2 separate regions of the Neogale vison genome follow, and region 1 is linked to region 2. Evidence: chromatin contacts called from public Hi-C data. All regions are on one chromosome and are shown on one strand. Each heading gives the region's core, a stretch centred on a gene start, on an enhancer-like site or on the middle of the called end of the contact. The rest is flanking DNA. Distances are from core to core; before and after follow the strand shown. Region 1 holds the start of ARMC6 (armadillo repeat-containing protein 6). Region 2 holds the start of TMEM161A (transmembrane protein 161A).

The links. Hi-C and Micro-C count contacts between places; a contact is called where the count stands out from the background.
Region 1: a Hi-C map of tongue shows a contact between it and region 2, with 11 times the contacts expected there. The contact joins the promoter of ARMC6 here to the promoter of TMEM161A in region 2. A contact is called at or near these places in 2 of 3 Hi-C or Micro-C datasets (muscle and tongue).

Annotation. Positions count from the first base shown.
Region 1 is chr6:212,078,237-212,081,229 of ASM_NN_V1, reverse strand. It overlaps ARMC6 (armadillo repeat-containing protein 6), which reads left to right and starts at 1,539. Exons shown (of 8, transcript XM_044253852.1): 1 at 1,539-1,621. It overlaps SUGP2 (SURP and G-patch domain-containing protein 2), which reads right to left and starts at 1,522. Exons shown (of 10, transcript XM_044253847.1): 1 at 1,448-1,522.
Region 2 is chr6:209,843,725-209,846,829 of ASM_NN_V1, reverse strand. TMEM161A (transmembrane protein 161A) reads right to left here and starts at 1,763. Exons shown (of 11, transcript XM_044253801.1): 1 at 1,733-1,763. The coding sequence starts at 1,735.

The sequences.
Region 1 (2,993 bases), core at 290-2,789, 2.2 Mb before region 2:
CTTCTCCGAGCCCATTTCCTCAGAATCCCTACCTGTTGGGGCTAAGTGGAGAACTGCAGTAAAGCAACACACACAAATGAATGTAAGTGGGGGGTGGAGCATAACCCTTGCAAATGGTGGTTAGGAAAGATGGGATCTTTCCCATTTCTATTCTCTTGTATCACAGACATGCGAAGAGGCTCTGAGAACTGCCCGGCCCTCTGAGAACTGCCTCTCAACAAGTGAGTGGAGGAATCCCTGGCTAGTGACAGAGCTTGCTCTGTACCAGGTCCTCTCGGAGGAAAGGGACTCTCACGATCTCCTTTAGTTTTTCCAACAACCCAGTGAAAAGCGGATCCTGTTATGAATGACAGTATACAGAAAAAGAGAAAGACTCAGGCTAAGTGACCCACCCAAGGTCAGAGAGCCCAGACCGGAACCTGGAAAACAGGGCACTGGTACTGGGGACAAAGCCCTGAAGACTGACTGGAAAAAGACTTGAGAAGCAACGCTCAGGAACCCGGTGGCTGCATCCTTAACCAAAACACCCCTTCCATCTTGAAACCTCCAACCTCAAGACCCAAACCTGCCCTTCCTTCGAGCCATTTCTTATAACCATCATCCCCTTTTCTCATCCCTAAACCCTTTTCCTGGGGCGCCCCTTGTTCTCTGCTGTCGAAGGATAGGGTCTCCCAGTCAGGCGGCTCCGGATCAAATCAAGTGACCGAACCTTTTTGCGCCTCCGTTTCCCCATCCATGTAATGGGCAGCTAATGGTGGGGGCTGTTGTGGGGATTGAACCGGGTGAAAAATGGTCAAGAGCCCGATACAGCGGTCGGCTGCAGTAATCCCCGTACGAACCGAACTGCTCTGGGCTCGGGTGGAATGAATGAACGAATGAACCCTTTCGGGCGTGGCCCGCCTCCTACCGGCCTCCGAGAACGAAGACAAGGGGGCGTCGGGCCCGGGAGGCCGAAGACCGCCCCCCAGGCCGAGCAGGCGGGGACGCGACCGGCGCGCAGCCCGAGGGCCGAGCTCGCGGCGTCATCGCGGGGCCCCGGGGCCCCGGAGCGGAACCCGGGCCTCCCACCCGGGGGCCCGCCCACCGACGACGCCCGGGCCCAGGCCTCACCCCGAACCCACCGCGCGCGGAGCCGCCCCCGCCGCCGCCTCAGGTTCCTCACCCGCCGCCGCCGCCGCCGCCGCCGCCGCGCGAGGCGGGGACATGCAAATGAGCCAACGGTCTCCGCAGCGCCGCGCCGCGCAGGCGCAAGCTGCCGCCGAGCCCTGATGCGCAGGCGCAGGCGGCCGCCGCCAAGTTCTCTTGCGCAGGCGCGTTGCTCGCTTCTCAGGGCAGACGCTCCCGAGGCGAAAGATTAATTTGTTGAGAGCGGCGGCAACGGAAAGCGGCCGGGAAAACGTGCCAAAGACGCCGCCGCTGCACACCTGTTGGCTCTTTCGGCTTTTACCTGCGCTCGCGGTCACTCTTGAGCTCTCCGGGAGCGGTCCGTGGAGCTGCGGGAGGCCGAGGCGAGTTGGCGCCAGCGCGGCTGCGCCCGTACGGTGGCCGGAAGGGACCAGAGGTGGTTCTGCCGGTGACAGTCGGGAGCCCCACCCTTTCCCCACGTGGCTGTGAAAACCGGGTGAGAAGCCGGGGCTGCGGAGTTCCCTCGCGCGGGGAGGGGAGTGGGCACCGCGGGGTCGGACAGGTGACTGTGGCGCCGCCCTCGGGGACTTGATTTTGGGGAATGACTTACAGAAGCCGCCACGGAACAAAATCCGTTTCCCTGGCCTCCTCTTTCTTTTCATTCATTTGTTTATTCATTTCTTTTCATTATTCATTCATTCATAACCTATGTACTGAGTGACTGCTGCGTGTATGACTCCATCCTGGGCAGAGGGGGAAGGTGAACAAAGTTAACTGAGCCCCAGTTGTCCTGGAGGTTAAATTTTAATTGGGGGGGAGGCTAGACAGTAAAAGGAAATAAGATAAATGGACATGTCGTTCCAGGTAGATACAGTACTCAAAAAGGATGATGCGATAGGAGGGTGGGGCAGCTTTAACCACAGTGGTTATTAAGAGCCGTCCCTTGGCTGGCTGGGATGCGCAGGTGAGAAGGTCTAGGTAAGAGACCTAGGTAAGGTCCATGTAGAGAAAGTTCTGGTAAGTAGATTGGATTTTGTTGAGAGGGTTGGGACGCCAGTGCAGGATTTTGAGCAGTGAGGTCTCTGTGATTGCAAGTTTCTCCCTGCCTGCTGAATGGAGAATAGAGGTACAGAGTGTGGGAGGGAGGAACCTGGTGAGACTACCCTTAGGACTGTGCCTGAACCAGGGTGGTTTTGTCGGGTGGAGGAAGATGATAGAGTCCCTGCTATGTCAGGGCACCGTTTTCTCAGTGAGTGGAACCCTGGCTTAGAAAGGAAAACCGGCTGTCATTTGAGGTCTTGCTAACTCCCTTTCTTTCCTCCAGGACACCTTGCTTCTATCATGGGGACTGGTAATGCTGTTTTTCCCCCTTTCCTAACCTGGACTGTTCCCAGGTGGCTCCCAGACGACCATTCCTAGGCATCATCTTTCTCATGAACTCCAGATACGTACTTTCATTCTGCCACCTAGCCTCGTGCCTAACCTAGGGGACCCCTGTAGGACTTGCCATAGAGGGGGATCCCAGAGCCAGACACTGATCTCCCAAGCACAGGACTGGGCAGAGGAAGGTTCATGGGATAGGGGAGCCAAGGCCAGAAAGCACTTATAGGTTCTAAGTGGTCAGGGAAGGCACCCAGGAGGAGGAATCCTGGAAGAGCTAGCAGACACTCTGCAGAGAACCCAGGTGGAGGGAAGGCGTTAATGAAGCAAGGCGGCATGATGGCCAGGCCTCTTACTGCTGTGTGATCTCTGGCAGGTTCTTCCCATCTCTGAGCTTCAGATTTCTCATCCATAAAGTAGGCATAATTGACATTCGCCCTTTGGACTGTGTCGCTGTGGTAGTGTGGCCACTCACTATTGGCCCACTC
Region 2 (3,105 bases), core at 514-3,013:
CCTAACTCCCAAGTGCTGGCTGGCTAGGGGTCACTAAAGACCGTGGGGACAAGCACAGTCAGGGAGCCCCAAGATCAGTGAAGCGGGCCTCTCGGAGGGCCGCGGCTCCGCCTACGATCCTCTCCAGTCCTTTCCCGTGCCACCCCCAGCCTCCCATCCCCGACTCTGCAGACATCAGATCCTGGGGCTCCCCTAATGATTTTCCTCTTCCCTCTGTGGCCTCCACCCTGTGACTCAATCTCCTGCTAGGTTTTTAACCACCTACGGCCCTGCACGACCCCAACACAGCGGCACCTCTAGCCTGCACCTCTATGCGTAGCGCGCAGACCATCTAGGTCTCTAAAGGCCCCAGTACCCGCCCCTAACTCCCCGCGGACACAGCACTCGGCCCTTTCCGGCGAGTGGTGAGGTCAGTCAACATCCAAATCCTTTTTGCAGCCTGCAACTCTTGGCGGGCCCAACTCAAGACACCCTGCCTCTCACTGGCCGGCTTTCTCCGTAGCCCTCTCTGCGTCAATTCACTGGGGTCTCAGAGGCCCTCCCAGACCCCTGGCCTCTCCACTGCAGATACCTATCACGCTCTGACACCTCCCAGGGAGGAGACCATTGTTCAAGCTTCCGTCCCAGCACCTGGGACAGGCAGGAGGGAGAGAAGACTTAGGAGAAGCAGGGAGGAAGGGAAGAAGGGAAGGAAGACAAGCTTCCCTTCACCTGAAGCTCCTGAGGTCTGTCCAGGGATATATTTCAAGCCCCGCCCCCCAGCAGCCTCAGGTCTTGTCCCGCCTCTGCAGATTTCCAAAGATACCTGGAGCCTCCCATCAGCTCACGTCCCTTTCCTGCTCAGTCTTTCCCTGGACCTACAATCTGAGAATAGGAGACTCCTGCTACCTGCTAACACCAATAAGGCTTTCCTCCATCCTGTTCTCGAGAACCCTTCCGATTATCTCCCATTCCTTCCCGCACCCAGGCCTGGAACCATGTCCACTTTTCAGGTTCAAGCGCACTTCCAACGCCCCTCCTTGGGGAATCCTCCACGCAGGGTCCGGTCGTCCTCAGGGGCCCCTCCTCTGCCCAGGTCGAACATTTAGGGTTTGGGAGTTCCCGCTCTCGCCCCGCATCAGCCCGACCCACCCACAGTGGCCAGGCTAAGTCTGAAGAATAAACTCAATAGGTTGGACCCAGGACTGCGTGAGACCTGAAGCTTCCGACTGTGCTGTCTCCGATTCTGGGACCCTCGCCCGCCCCAAAGCCACCCAGATCCCCTTGGCTTGGCTTCTCCTCTCAGGGCTCTCCCTGGCCCTTCCACACACCTAAATCCACGCAGCTGCCCTCATGCTTCCGCAGGACCCATGTCGCCAGCCTGGGCTCCAACGGGACCCCCAAATTCCCCAGCGAGGATCTGTGCGTTCCCCAGTCCCCTTCGCGGGGTTGTGATCCCTCGGCAGGACCTCAGGCCCCTAGAGGGCCCTCAGAGATCTTGCAAAATTCCCGAACGCTTGGAAGCCTCCAATTCTTTAGGCAGAATCCCCAACCCCCACATAGGTCCTGCAGGGAGACTGAACCCAGAGAGGGGCACATGGCCCTCAGCGCGACCCAGAGTCCCTCAGAGTTCCCAATCCCCACAAAGGGATCCCAGTCCCCTCGGTGTTTCCCTGGACCCCCTCAGCTGGATCTCCTGCCCCTCAGTCAAGCCCCCCACCCACCCACACCATGCCGCTGGCTGCCGGCTCACCATGTCGCCGGCGGGAGCGCGGTCCGCTGACCTGAAGCTCCGGGCGGCTCTCGGGAATCCAGCCAATCAGAGCCCGACCTTTCTGACAAACAGCCCGTAGGACCAATTGTCAGGCTGTAGCTGGAGCAAACCACGAGGGACACGAGGTCGCTCGCGTTGCATGCTGGAAATTGTAGTTCGAAGACCCAGGGCAAGATCAGGCACCCGTGGAGTCAGGACTCTCTGGTACCCTGTGTGGCTGCCCTCTCTTGAGATTTAGTCTCCGAGCCTCTGCACCCACCTCGCAGGTCTGAGACAAATTCACTCTCCCGCTGGAGAGTTCTGAGTGTGGAACTGTGTGAACTCCCCTGATCAAGAGCATTTGCTGGCTCCCACTGACTGGACTCCCAAGTGCTCATAGTCTCATAGTAAAGTCTCTGCCTGATTTCAGTCGGCCGCCAGCATATTGTATACACTAGAATACAGCTTGCCACTGGCCATGCTATCTGCAAATGCTATCTTTCATCTTAGAATACCTCCTTTCTCAATCTTTCTCATTTAGCAAAGCCTTATTCATTTCTATAAGTCAGGACTCTGAATGAACACACACACACACACGCACACACACACACACACACCCCAACTCAAATGGGCTCCAGCAAAAAAAGGGAAAATTTTGTGACAAAGAACTCTAAAAGCATAGTGAGCTTCAGGCATGGCTAGATCAAGGACAAAAAAAAAGTCAGTCTCTAGAATCCAATATATTGTGTTTTGAGGCTTGGAGGAAAGGGCTTCTAGCATAGGTACTTAAGTTTTTATGGATAAGTGTGTCTACTTGAGTGTGGACATATATGTGGGTATGATGAGATGTCTGAGCTGTTTTTCTTTTTTTAACTTTTTAAAAGTTTTTTTTAAAAGATTTTATTTGACAAAGATAGAGAGATCACAAGTAGGTAGAGCAGCAGGCAGAGAGAGAGGGGGAAGCACGCTCGCCACTGAGCAGCAAGACCAATGCAGGGCTTGATCCCAGGACCCTGAGATCATGACCTGAGTCGAAGGCAGAGGCTTAACCCATTGAGCCACCCAGATGCCCCTCCTTTATTTTATTTTATTTTATTTTATTTTTTTTGAGAGAGAGAGGGAGAGCAAGTGAGAGAGAGAGCTTGAACTGGGGGGAGGGGCAGAGGGAGAGAAACAAGCAGACTCCCCGCTGAGCAGGGAGCCCAATGTGGGGGCTCAACCCCAGGATCCTAGGATCATGACCTGAGCCAAAGGCAGTCACTTAACTGAGTCACCCAGGCACCCTAGATGTCTGAGGATTTTTATGGGGCCTGTGAGAGGGGCCTATATAGTTGATTGCCTTGTCTCTGTGGGTGTTATTGGTTTTTTAGATT